2 separate regions of the Sus scrofa genome follow, and region 1 is linked to region 2. A link is a contact called in public HiChIP or PLAC-seq data. All regions are on one chromosome and are shown on one strand. The core of a region is the stretch at or near the end of the contact, and the rest is flanking DNA. Distances in the headings are between cores, read along the strand shown.

Region 1 (6,464 bases), core at 1,431-3,930, 150 kb after region 2:
AGATTCTTAACCCCACTGAGCCACAACGGGAACTCCTCAAGTCCTTTTCACTGTGCCCTCAGCTGGGGAGGCAGACACTTGTTGGCCCTGCCCTCTAGGCCTCAGGCCACACCGGGCTCCTCCCTCTCAGATGGGCCTGGTGATGCAGAACCCGGAACCCTGTCTGAGGGCTCTTTCATGCACTACTCCCTCTGAGGAGCACCCAGGATGCCTGGGGCAGACCTGGTGGCTCAAGGCCATGTGCTTGGCTAGCCTGGATGCAGACTCTACCAGTGTCCGCTCATCTGCTCAGCCCTGTGGGGCTCTCTCGGAGCAGGCAGGAATCACTTTTCTGGAAATCTCTGTTTTTCCACGTGAGGCCTGGTGAGGCTACTGGCCCCACACCCTCTAGGGCTTGATGAAGATGGAGCTTCCTGGGCCCTGCTCCCAGACATGCCCCAAAGTCTGATAACCATTGATCCAAAATAACAATACACTGGAGTTCCCTGGTGGCTCAGCAGGTTAAGGCTCTGGCATCACTGCTGTGGCTCTGGTTACTGCTGTGATGCAGGTCAGCTCTCTGGCTTGGGGGACTTTCCCATGCCGCTGGCATGGAAGCAACAAAACAACAACAAAAAAATCCAATACACTTAAGCAAATATAGTTACAGCTCTCATACTACTGAATAGTTTCTCCTCAACAGGGTGGGGCTCTTGACTTTGGCAACTGGAGTAACTCATGTGAAAACCAGAAGGCATCTGAGAATGCAACTGAAAAATCACAGCGGGATGATGGGCAAACTTGGAGACTGTCCTGAAGGAGGCAGGCTGCTGGAGCACCTCTCCTCAAGTCCATTTTAGAGATGAGGACACTGAGGCACTGAGGGGGGACCATGTGCCGAGGGCACAGAGTGGCTGGCAGAGGTGCTGGGGCTGCAGCCTGGACTGACCACCATGTGCTCTTCTACATGACAACACATCCACACCAGTGAGAGAAACAGAGGGCTACAAACTCAGAGGCCCGGGGCCACCTGGGCTGTTCCTCAGAGGGTCTGAGTTTCCAATTTCTGCAGAGAAGCAGGAAAACCTGTCCAATCTTTAACTCAAGTGTGTAGAAAGTACCACATGCACACATGAAAGCTCTTTGCCTCTGAGGGAAATGGAGAACTGAGGTGCCAAGTGGATGACGACCCCAAGAAAGACACAAAACAAGACAGAAGGCCCTGGGGGTATGGCTCCATCATCTCCCATTGCTCACTGTACTCTGACCACAGTGGCCTCTCACTGTGCTCGCCTCAGCAGGAATCTGTCTGCCCCACCGTGCACAGCAGCTGCCTCCTCCTTTACCTCCCTACCAGCCCTGTCTGCCTGTCTGTCCATCTCTGTCCATGCTCTGGGGAAGGGGGCATGTCAGGCTGCTCACTGCTGGGTTGGGCATGGGAACAGTGCCTGGGGCAGCAGGCATTCAGCGAGCCCATGCAGACACGGCCCCTCACCCCTGGGCTCTGAGCTGACACCAACTGACCCTCCCACCTGTCCTTACGCTGTGGGTCCTCTGTGCTCCCCTACTCCAGCTGTCTGCCCTTAGATCCCCTTCTCTCGGGGCTATCTCTGCTTGGGGAATTGGTACTACACAGCCCTCTATAGCTGAAAGATGGGAAAGAGGGCTCAGGAAGTGGAGACAGAAGCCATGCAGTGGCTAAGGCTAATCCAAGCCCTGTGGGCAGCAACTAAGAAGGGGCTGGCCTTCTTAGCTAGGGTGTGACTGGCAGCCCCAAGCCAGTGCCTTCCCCAGGGTGGGCATGGAGGAATTGTTTGCCAGGGGATCGGCTACCTAGGTATACCAGTACAACCAGATTTCCGGGCTCTGGAGGCCATTGTTGACTCTGGAGGCTGCTGGCTCTGCAGTCAAGACTTAGGAAGGTGTGTTCTAACATGCCTGGGATGTCCACACCTGCCTTGTGCTGCCTCCTGTATGGAAGAACAGGGGTCATCCTTGGGCGGTGCCACATGCGAGGACACATTGTAGCTGGGACCCCCCTGAACTCCTGGTGCTCTCCCACACGGCTGTTTATAAGTTGCTCCCTGGGATTTACTTCTCAGCCCTGGGACACCCTAGAGCCATGTTCTGGGCTTAGTAAACAATTTAGACCAAGGTCCTTAGGCAGGAGGGTAACGCAGTGAGTGAGGCTACTGCCTTGCCTCACAGCTTAGAAAGTAAGATGGCAAATATGCTGACGTTCAGGAGAACCTTTTTGGAAAGTGCTGTCACTTAGCAACTGCATGTCTGGGAACTCAGCCCTCTAGAAATTCCTCCCAGTATGAGAGATGCCCAAGCACACGCCTGAGGATGAGCAATCCCGCTCATTTCTACACTGGCTGTAAAAGTCAGAAACGGGCATACCTAAGTGGCCCACAGGACGGGACTGGCCCAGTCAGTCCTGGTCTTCCCAGGCAGGGAGGCGAGGTCCTCTCCCGTGTGGAGTCAGGTGGGCTGCAGGGCAGATGGAATTGGCTAGCATTGCTCTTTCCCTGCCACTGGCCACAGCTATAAAACCTGGGCAGGATGCATGGACAACTACTGGAAGACTGAAAATCTTCCAGCAGCTCTGGGAAGAGCTGGGGGAGTGAGCAGTCCACAACACCCCCGGCCCTTGAGAAAGTGCAGCAGAAAGCTGGAAGTGGAAATGAGCATTGGGGTGAAGATAGAGCTTGCGGAAGCCTCTAGCTCTGGCTCCAGGGCCAGAAGGGGAACTATTGCTGCTCAGAGGGAGTATGGAAATCCCCTATTTCTCCCCTTTTCTCTATTTTCTCATATCCTAGGCTCCAGGAAATTCAAATTTCAAAAAAATTTCTGTCATTAAATCAAATAGCTAGTAGGTCTGTTCTGAAAGAACTGCTAAAAGAAGCTTTTCAGACAGAAGTGCAATTGTACCAGAGGGAAACCTGGAAAATTGGGAATGAGGGGAGAAAAACAGAAATGGTAAGTATCTGGTTAAATATGGTAGAAAGTCTTCTTACTCTCTTCCTGAGTTCTTTAAAGTACGTTTGACAATTGAAAGCAAACATTTCAACACTGCCTGACATGGTTTTCAATGTATGCAGATGAATATATAGGACAACTCTATAAAGGGGCAGTAAAGTTTCTAAAGTCCAATTGAAGTTGTAAAATATTAACTCTAAGTAGATGATAAGAAAGTAAGTATATACTTTGTAGCACCCACTAAATAAACTGTACGAAGAAAAAATATAGAATGAAGAAACAAAATGGGAACACTAAAAATGTTCAAATAGATCATAGAAAGATAAGAAAAGGAAACAAAAGGAATGAAAAACAGGGAACAGGAGTTCCTGCTATGGCACAGTGGGTTAAGAATTTGACTGCAGCAGCTAGGGTCTCTGTGGAGGTGTGGGTTTGATCCCCAGGGGGTGCAGGGGGTTAAGGAATCTGGCATTGCCACAGCTGCTGCATAGGCCCCAGCTGCCGCCTGGATTCAATCCCTGGTCTGGGAACTTCCCTATGCTGCAGGTGTGGCCATAAAAAAACAAAAAGAAACCCAAACAAATAAACAAAAAACCAGGGGAAACAAACAGAAAACAAATAATAAAATGGTATACTTTAATCCCAGCAAATTAATGGTTATAGTAAGTATAAAAGCTCTAAACATATCAAAGACAGAGACTGCCAGAATGGATTTTAAAAATGACCCAATTATATGCTTTCTATAAGATATATGACACAGGTAATAAGTTAAAAGTAAAAGGATTAAAAAAAAGGAAGTAAAAGGATAGAAAGACATATAGCATGTAAAGACTAATCAAAAGAATTAAGGAGTGATAACAGCAAAACAGACCTCAGAGCGGAAAAAAAAAAAAAATCAGGGATAAAGAGGGATAGTATATAATGATAAAACGGGTCAGTTAACTAAGAAAACAGAAGGGAGTTCCTGTCGTGGCGCAGTGGTTAATGAATCCGACTAGGAACCATGAGGTTGCGGGTTCGGTCCCTGCCCTTGCTCAGTGGGTTAACGATCCGGCGTTGCCGTGAGCTGTGGTGTAGGTTGCAGACGCGGCTTGGATCCCGCGTTGCTGTGGCTCTGGCGTAGGCCGGTGGCTACAGCTCCGATTCAACCCCTAGCCTGGGAACCTCCATATGCCAAGGGAGCGGCCCAAGAAATAGCAACAATAACAATAACAACAACAACAACAACAAAAAAAAAAAAAAAAGAAAGAAAACAGAAGAATCCTAAAACTGCTTGTGCCTAATAGCAGAAATTCAAAATATGTTAAGCAAAGACAGCTAAATTCACAATTACAGCTGGAGAGTTTAATGCTCCTCTGTCAGTAATAGGTAGAACCAACAGGCAGAAAATTAGCAAGAATTGCCAGAAGAATTGAATAATGCCATTAACCAAATGGATTTAATTGGTATTTACAGAACACTCTATCCAATGAAAGCACGATATACATTTTTTTTCAAGTGCATGTGGAACAGTCACTGAGATAGATCATCTTCTGGATCATTAAGACAAACCTTAACAAACTTTAAATAATTGAGAGTATATAAACTATATTCTCAGATCATAATAGAATTAAACTAAAAATCAATAACAAGATAACAGAAAAATCTTCATTTAAAAATTAAACAACACATATTTTATTAAATAATCCATGGGTCAAAAAGGAAGTCTCAGAGTTCCTGTCATGGTGCAGGGGAAACTAATCCGACTAGGAACCATGAGGCTGCGGGTTCGATCCCTGACCTTGTTCAGTGGGTTAAGGATCTGGCGTTGCCTCGAGCTGTGGTGTAGGTTGCAGATGCGGCTCGGATCCGGTGTTGCTGTGGCTCTGGTGAAGGCCAGTGGCCACAGCTCCGATTCGACCCCTAGCCTGGAAACCTCCATATGCTATGGGTGTGGCCCTCAAAAAGAAAGGAAAAAAAAAAGGAAGTCTCAGGGGAAATTTGAAAATGTTTTGAACAAAAATGAAAATCCAACATATCAGTATAGGATATAGCTAAAGTAGTGCTTAGAGAGAAATTAAAGCATTAAATGTTTACATTAGAAAAGAAGAAAGGTTTCAAAATAGAATCTTCAGTTTCCACTTAAACAAAGTAGAAAAAGAAGAGCAAAATAAGCTGAAATCATGAGGAAGAAAATACTAGAGACAAGAGCAGACATCAGTGAAATATAAAACAGGAAAACAAAAGAGAAAATCAATGAAATCAGAAGCTGATTCTTTGTAAAGATCAATAAAACAGATAAACCTCTTAAAAGATCGACAAAGAGAAAAGAAAGACAACATAAATTACCAATACTGGAAATGGGAGCTCCTGCTGTGGTGCAGTGTGATAAGAATCTGATTGCGGTGGCTTGGGTCAAAGGCACAGGTTTGATCCCCAGCCCAGTGCAGTGGGTTAAAGGATCTGGTGCTGCTGCAGCTGAAGCGTAGGTTGCAGCTGAGGCTCAGATTCAGTCCCTGGTCCAGAAACTTCCATGTGCCATAGGTGTAGCCAATTTAAAAAAAAAAAAAGGAAAAGAAATGGGAGTTCCTGTTGTGGCACAGCAGAAATGAATTCAACTATTTCCCATGAGGATGTGGGTTCGATCCCTGGTGTTGCTCAGTGGGTTAGGGATCTGGTGTTGCCATGAGCTGTGGTGTAGGTTGCAGATGTGGTTCAGATCCTGTGTTGCCGTTGGCTGTGGCGTAGGCCAGCAGCTGTAGCTCCAATTTGACCCCTTGCCTGGAACCTCCATACGCCTCGGGTATGGACCTAAAAGGCAAAATAAGTAAACAAACAAACAAACAAATGTAGAACTATAAAACTTTTAGAAGGAAATTTAGGAGAAAATTTATGCGACCTTGGGCTTGGCAATGAGTTTTCAGATATGGCACCAAAAGCATAACCAGTTTTAAAAATTGTTATTTGGACTTTCTCCATATTAAAAACTTGCTCTGTGAAAAGTAATGCCAAGAGAATGAAAAGCAGTGACAGACTAGGAGAAATTGTTTACAAATCACATATCTGACAAAAAAGTTTATCCAGAATATATAAAGAACTTTCAAAACTCAACAATCAGAAAACAAACAACCCAACTTAAAATGATCAAAAGACATGAAGAGACACTCCCCCAAAGAGGATATATGGAAGCACACAGAAAGATGCTTTACATCATTAATCACTAGAGAAATGAAAATTAAAACCGTGATGAGATACCTATTAAGATGACAAAAATAAAAATGTTGATGAAGGATGTGGAGCAACCGGAACTCTCATCCACTGCTGGTGAAAATGCAAAAATGTTACAGCCACTCTGGAAAACAGTTTAGCAGTTTCTTATAAAGTTAAACACATACTTACCATATGACCCAGCAATCCCACTCCTGGGTATTTGCCCTAGAGAAATGAAAACTTCTGTCCACACATAAACCTATACATGAAATGTTTATAGCAACTTTGTTCACAATTGCCAAACACTGGAAACA
Region 2 (6,328 bases), core at 1,831-4,330:
TCGCCTCCTGGGTCTTCAGGTGATTGTTTTGTTTGTTTGGTTTGGTCCAAAGTATTTATAGCTGTTATCTGCAGGAGGGGTTGATCTGCTGGGATTTGACTCTGCCTGGATTTAGTTTAAAACATTTTATCCTCCCTACAGCCAGGGCACCAGATTGGTGTGTATAGATGTCAAGGAAGTTTGTGGTTGAATGAATGGATAATGAACAAGGGAACTGCTTTTCACTCTCTCTTCTCTCCTTTCATTCAGCTCGACCCCTTTGAATCCAGTGATCCTTTTTCATCATCCAGTGTCTCCTCAAAAGGATCAGGTGAGACTGATGGCTTAATTTCCTTCTCACTCTTCCTCAGGCAGTGGAATAGCACACCTGTTTCCAAAACTGATGAGTCCTCAGTGTTTATGTCATTAGCAAGTGGCACCTAGATTCTCGCTCAAGGCAGTGCGGCCCATACCAATTCCCTCTAGCTGCCCATCTTCCTGAGCAAGAGCTGGCATCTTTCTGGAAAGGAAGCTTGGCAGTAGGGGTTTAATTCAGTCATAATACCAATGTGTTAGTTACTCTCTACTCATTCCTCCTTGTGAATCTTTGGTTCATTCCTTTGGATTGTTTCCTAAAGGAAGCCAAAGTTCTGCTGAGGCTTGTGCTCTAGGCGCTGTGTTTGAGAAAACCTTCTCTCACAGTATAAAGCTCTTGAGCCTTTAAGGAAAGGGGTGTTTGCAGACTGCCCCTTGCTTTTTGGGAACAGGCCCCACTGGGTACTGCGGCCTTGCTTAGCATCTTGCGCTTGTTAGTTAACAGAGCTTGATTTCATAGGTGGGCTTGTGGGTTACTCCAGGCAAATCGCCTCCTTCCCTCGCCCCGCAAAAGAGAAAGCGCAGCAAAAGTCTTTCCCCACAGATGACCTCCCCACGTAAATTGTGCAGTTGGCGGGTCCCCTTCCTCTCACTCTCCCCTCCCAATCCGGCAGGACAGAGGCTCTGTTTCCCCAGGGCATTTGTCACCCCTTTGGTGACTCTGAACATTGCTGGCTTGTGGCACAGACACAAGGCAGAGTCCCTCTGCTCTCCCTGAGCTGGCTGTCATGGCCAGGATCCAGGTCAGGACCCAGAATAGACAGGAGATGGGGGAGGCCTTTTTGAGGGGTCTGCACCCAGATTCACGACCTTGGCCAACAAATGTGACCTCCATGGGTCTCCGGCTTTAGGGGCCATTGAGAACAAAGAGGTGACATTTCCCCTTTACTCCAGGAGGTGTGTTCTGTGGACACCCTGTAACTCTGCCTCTGCTGGTGCTGCTTGCAGGTCCCTTTGGAACCTTAGACCCCTTCGGAAGTGGGTCCTTCAATAGTGCTGAGGGCTTTGCCGACTTCAGCCAGATGTCCAAGGTAAAGCCCCTCCCATGGAGCCCCTGTGCTCTCCCATTATCCTTGTGCCTCTTGTCGTGGTCTTGTTGTGGGCTGCCAGGCATAATTGTTTAATGCCACATATGTATTTCCTTGGCACCTGTCACACTCTGAAATGCATTCTCATGTGAGGTCATGATTCAGCAGACAGGGTCTGGAAAGCGCCCGTGACTGTAACTGGACCTATTTCCCGTCCTTAGGCAGAACTGCCAGAACCCTGAGTCCCTCCCTGAGGCATGAGTGCCGCAGGCTCCCCCTGCTCCCTGTTGTTTCTGACGGCCATCAGACCTCAGTGAATAAAGTCTCTGTGGCTGAACAAACTTGGGAAGGTGTTGAGCCAGAGGGCCAGCCCTGATGTGCAGCCCGCTAAGGATGGAACCGTGGGCCATGGGCCAGAAGGCAGGAGATGTGTCTGGGTCTGCCAGTGGGCAGAACCTGAGAAGGATGTGGAAAGTGAGGACTAGGCTTGGTGAATAAATGCGCAAGTGAAAAGTCAGCTGTGCAGGAAGGACCATAGTCACCCTTGGCTGGACAGGACGGTGTCTGCCCGGCCAGAGTTACATAAGCTGACTGAATATAACCCCACAGGTGGTGGTTGAGCTCATTTGGCAGGGGCTTGGGTGTGTGGTTAGAGAGTTAGATCTTTAATTTAGCAGGAAGTCAGTCGATAGATAATGTCCAAAAGGAACAGATTAAGAAATAAGAGTGGAAGCCTATGAGGTTAATTCCATAGGAAACTGCTAAGTTGAAGATGTTGGCCTTGGCGAGTGAGAAAGGGTCGAGGGCCTGCTGTTCTTCGTTCTAACCTTTGATGTCCCTTGATTTTTGACTGTGGGTCTGGTTTCTTTGACAAGGATTAGGGAAGCGGCATTAGGTGTGCACATCTTGGCCTGAGTCCCAGTCCCTGTTGCTGGCACCTGCGTTTGCTCCTCTCCTTGCAGGTGAGGGTGGGATCCCTCACAGTTAAAGAGCTCAGGCAATGCAGCCTTTGGCCCCGGAGTCATAAAGCCTTGCGATCGATCGTTGAACCCACCAGCCTTTCCTGCCTGCTCCGGGCTTGGGCACTGGGACGACCCCCTGCAGATACAGTTCTCTGATCTTGCGCCCTACCTGGGGAAGGCTCACAAGCCAGTGGTGGCGAGGGGGCGGGGGAGGGAGCCCCTGGAGTGGGTGGCAGTGGGCGCCCACCGTGGGGACTCCTGTGCCTCTTGGACCCGCGCATGCCAGCTCCTGGAGGTGCCCTGCCTGCTTCCTCCATGTTCACTCAGCCTGAGGGGTGCACAGCTCTCTGGGCACTGAGCTTTGTGGTTAGTAATGTGCGATCGTGGTGTGTGGCTTCCAAGAAGCATCTGAGATTCTGTTTAGCTTTTCAAAGAAGCATGTGAACATAAACTGGCGGTAGCAAATCTAGCTTCAGGTGGGAGGCAGAGCATCTGTTTGCCCATCGGCTGCCTCAGGAGGGAGCCAGAGGTGCTGGGATTGTGGCCTCTCTCCTTCTGGTGCCCGGAGGGAACGAGTCTACAGCCCTGACTTGGAAACTGTGACACTGATGGTTGGGATGCTATGTGGGATCAGCCAAAAGGCACCCAGGGCCTGAGATTTGCCTCATTTACCCGTCACTGCATGGAGCTGTGTGTCCTCGGCTTCTGTCCTTGTTTGCAGAATCTGTCAGCCACACGGTGGCAGCAGCTTCCAGGGAAGGCACTCACGGTTGTATTCTCGAGCCAGCTCCCTGCACAAGGCTGACCGCGGAGGCCGAGGGAGTGAGGGAGAGCTAGCAGAGGGCATGAACCAGGCCCCCTGTTTCAAGAAGGACCTGAGTTGAGGCTATTCGGGCTCATGGGGCTGCGATGGGGCCACCAGAGTGGTGGGGCCCCAGATGGCAGCAACGGCTGCCCCTCCCTCCCCCAGGCAGTGCCTGCGTTTGCTGTAGCTGCAGACTCGCCAGAGCCTGGATCTTCCCTCTTTCTGCCCCTTCTGACCTAAAGTGGCATTTTCCCTCTTCTCATTCCATTTTCCCTCTCCTTGGTCTCTTGTCCCCCGGCAGGCTGCACAAATGTGCACTTGTGACTTCAGAGCCAGTGCACCTTCCTGTTGGTGGCGCTGGGTGGGACAGAGCTGGACAGGGCTGTGGAAAGTTTGTCTCCGGTACTCCATTGTTTTGTTTCCACGATCCCGTCAGCTCCTGCTCTCATGCCACTTGCCCAGACGAATACAGGGCCCTAACCCCCAGGTCTCTGTTTTTCCCTTTTGGTTCCCTTTCTGTTTTTCAAGAACAACATCGTGTGTATAAATAAAATGCTGAAGGAAATGAAAGTAAAGTGGCAAGAAGGTGTTTCTTTTTTGTTTTTTTGGCTTGGTTTTGTGTGTGTGTGTGTGTGTGTGTGTGTGTGTGTGTGTGTTTAACATGGCTATCTTTTTCCCACCCGAGTGTGCTGGGGAGGCAGTGCATGCTGGTGATGCACGCTGGTGCTCTTTCTTAACTTCCCCCTCAGATGGAGTGTCCTCCTGCTGCCTGGCAGTGCTAAAGGAAAGTGCCAGGCAGCAATCTGACTCCAGGAGATTCCTTCGAGGTTCTCTGGGCTTGCATTTTTAGTTGAGGTCCCCCCATACCTGAGGAGATTTTTCTAGACAGTATCAAGCCTACATTACCTTCCTTTAAGAACACATTCCCCAAAATAGATATCTGAGAATAAAAATAAGACTCTAACTTATTATTTTACTCCTCCCACCCTTAAAAAAAAAAAGGTCACCTATGAAATACTTGACCATTTGTCAGCCCATTTTCAGTTGTTTTTCAAAAGCGTGCATTCCTCTTTAGGACAATTTTTTTTTTGGTTGAGAGTCATTTGCTTTAAACCAATTATTTAAACTGTGAACCTTTTATAGAGCTGCTTTTCATATAGTAGCTTTCTGTCCCTTTTTTTTTTTTTTTTTTTTTTTTCTTGTGAGCACACTTCACTCTATTCGGCCAGAGAGCCCCTACCGGCTTTACTGAAACCCTTCTAAAAATAGCGACTTTCCCTGAAGCCACTGTCTGAGTAGGAACCAGTCAGGTCCCAAAGGAGGCTTCTTGGGAAACTCAAAGTCATGAAAGTTGGGATTCGGAAATGACGCAGGCTTTTCAGTATTAGAAGTGATATAATTCCCTGCTGTGGGCGAACCAGGCGTTTACGGTTGAAACCCTTTTACCTTGGAGTGGGCCCACCGGTGCAGTGGGTTCAGACAGAAGAGGGGGTGGAGAATTGGCTTGGCCTGCGGTGTCCCCAACCAGCCAGGAAGATCACTGCGGCTCACGCTCCAGAGTGCAGTGTATGAGCTGGGAGGATGAGGCCTCGTGCACCTCGAAACTCAGGGGGAGTCCAGGTGTCCCTCTGTACCCCTTCCCCAGAGGGCATGCATTCCCAGCATCCAGGACAAGAACTGGGGTCTATGCGGGGCCTTCCGGGGCTGGTCACGCCACCTCTCCACCAAGAAAATTGGCTTTGATTCCTGCCTGCCTGTCTCAGGTTGTGGTGAGAGTGGAGAAAGCCTTGGACCCAGGGCGTGCCCTGTGCATGACAGAAGCAGAGATACTAGTGTTCCCCCTCCCTTCTGTCTCCTTAGCCCTCAGTCTGTCCTCTTTCCCAAACTGCACTCACGCGTTTTAGAGCCGAACTAAACTACAGGTCGTCACTGCACCTTGGTTCTCCTGCTGGCCCTGTCTGGATGACAGGAAGTGGTAGAAGGAAAGCGTTGCTGGGCGATGGGGGGCATGCAGATGCATGGACATCCAAGAGATGTTCTAGTCAGGTCCACACCCTTGGCTTGATGATACCATGCTGCCTTTATGCTGATGTCCTCTGAAATGCTGGGTGGAGCGATTTACACATTACCTTTTTCTGTCCTGCCGTAGCCCCGTGAGCCTGTCATTATTGTCATTTCACGGACAAGGAAATGGAAGCATGGAGCTGGTAGCAGGGCCTCCAGATCCTACCCTGACCCCCATGCTCTGCAGAACACGTTCTAGAAACTCAAGCCACAGGTCTTGCAGAGCCTCCCTGACTTTAGTGCCGAAAAGGACAAATGTCTCAAAGCCTGGGAGAGGGGAGTAGCCATCATGCAGGGGAGTACTACCTTCTTTGCTGTGCCACAGCCCTGGCAGCCCTTCTTGCCCAGGCTAAGGTGGTCTTGGTAGGCAAATGGGTCTTCCCTATGTGACCCCTTATTCCCCAGGCCTTCTTTGCTGCTCTGTCCCTTGCCTGCATCTGTACAGTGTCTCCCCCATGGGCCTGAGGACAGTGCCCAGACCTCCCGTGGGGGCTGGGCTGCCAGCAGCCGAGTGCAGGGCCTGGGACTCCTGGCCCAGGAGGCGAATGACGTGGATTCCCACCCCGACTCCCCCACTGAGGTGCTGTGTGACTAGCAGGCCACATCTCCTCCCTGTGCCTCAGTTTCCCCATGCATAAAATGGAGGTGGGGACAGTAGGACTCTGTCCCAAGGCCGTTGGAAAGATATAGTGAGAAGACCTGCATGGAGTCAGCATCTCCTACTCTGGAGGCCCTGGAGGGTGGGGTAGGATGGAGCAACCCAGGCACCCAGTGGGCTTGGTTGAGTGTGCAGCAGCCACCGCCGCCACCCCCCCCGCCATGGGCTGTCCGCCTCTCTCCCACCTGAGACTAGTATCTGGGACTAGGTGCTGGGGCACGGTGGCCACATCCCATCCCATCCCATCCCTGTAACTGGACCCAGGAGAAGCGGGGAGCCCTGTTCCGTGACTGGCGTCAGCCCTTCTCTCCACTTCTCCAGAGATGTATTGAAAGCAGATTACCTAAGATAGTCCCAGTGCCTTGTGTTTCTGCTTTGTTTTCTGTCCCTCAGCCCTCTTCACTGGGGAGAGAATTGCAGGTGCCCTTCCCTGAGTTCCCTTCCTCCATCCCTGCTT

Evidence for each region. HiChIP or PLAC-seq counts read pairs in DNA pulled down with a chosen protein or histone mark.
Region 1: an H3K27ac HiChIP or PLAC-seq map of skeletal muscle shows a contact between it and region 2. The contact joins two enhancer-like sites. A contact is called at or near these places in 2 of 5 promoter capture datasets (fetal skeletal muscle and liver), 31 of 47 Hi-C or Micro-C datasets (adipose tissue, alveolar macrophages, blood and 14 more) and 2 of 2 datasets of contacts at active chromatin or transcription factors (alveolar macrophages and skeletal muscle).

Annotation. Positions count from the first base shown.
Region 1 is chr2:61,367,156-61,373,619 of Sscrofa11.1, forward strand. All of the region lies in intron 5 of AP1M1 (adaptor related protein complex 1 mu 1 subunit), which reads right to left. Among named protein-coding and RNA genes, the nearest start is that of AP1M1, 16 kb to the right of the region's middle. Within about 2 kb of position 2,681, at least 11 of the 83 cell types and tissues checked have an H3K27ac peak or open chromatin away from gene starts, as enhancers often do. A contact at or near this core is called in omental adipose tissue and skeletal muscle, where this site is marked.
Region 2 is chr2:61,214,686-61,221,013 of Sscrofa11.1, forward strand. It overlaps EPS15L1 (epidermal growth factor receptor substrate 15-like 1), which reads left to right. Exons shown (of 23, transcript XR_002341604.1): 20 at 250-310; 21 at 1,303-1,385. Among named protein-coding and RNA genes, the nearest start is that of KLF2, 55 kb to the right of the region's middle. Within about 2 kb of position 3,081, at least 34 of the 83 cell types and tissues checked have an H3K27ac peak or open chromatin away from gene starts, as enhancers often do. A contact at or near this core is called in omental adipose tissue and skeletal muscle, where this site is marked.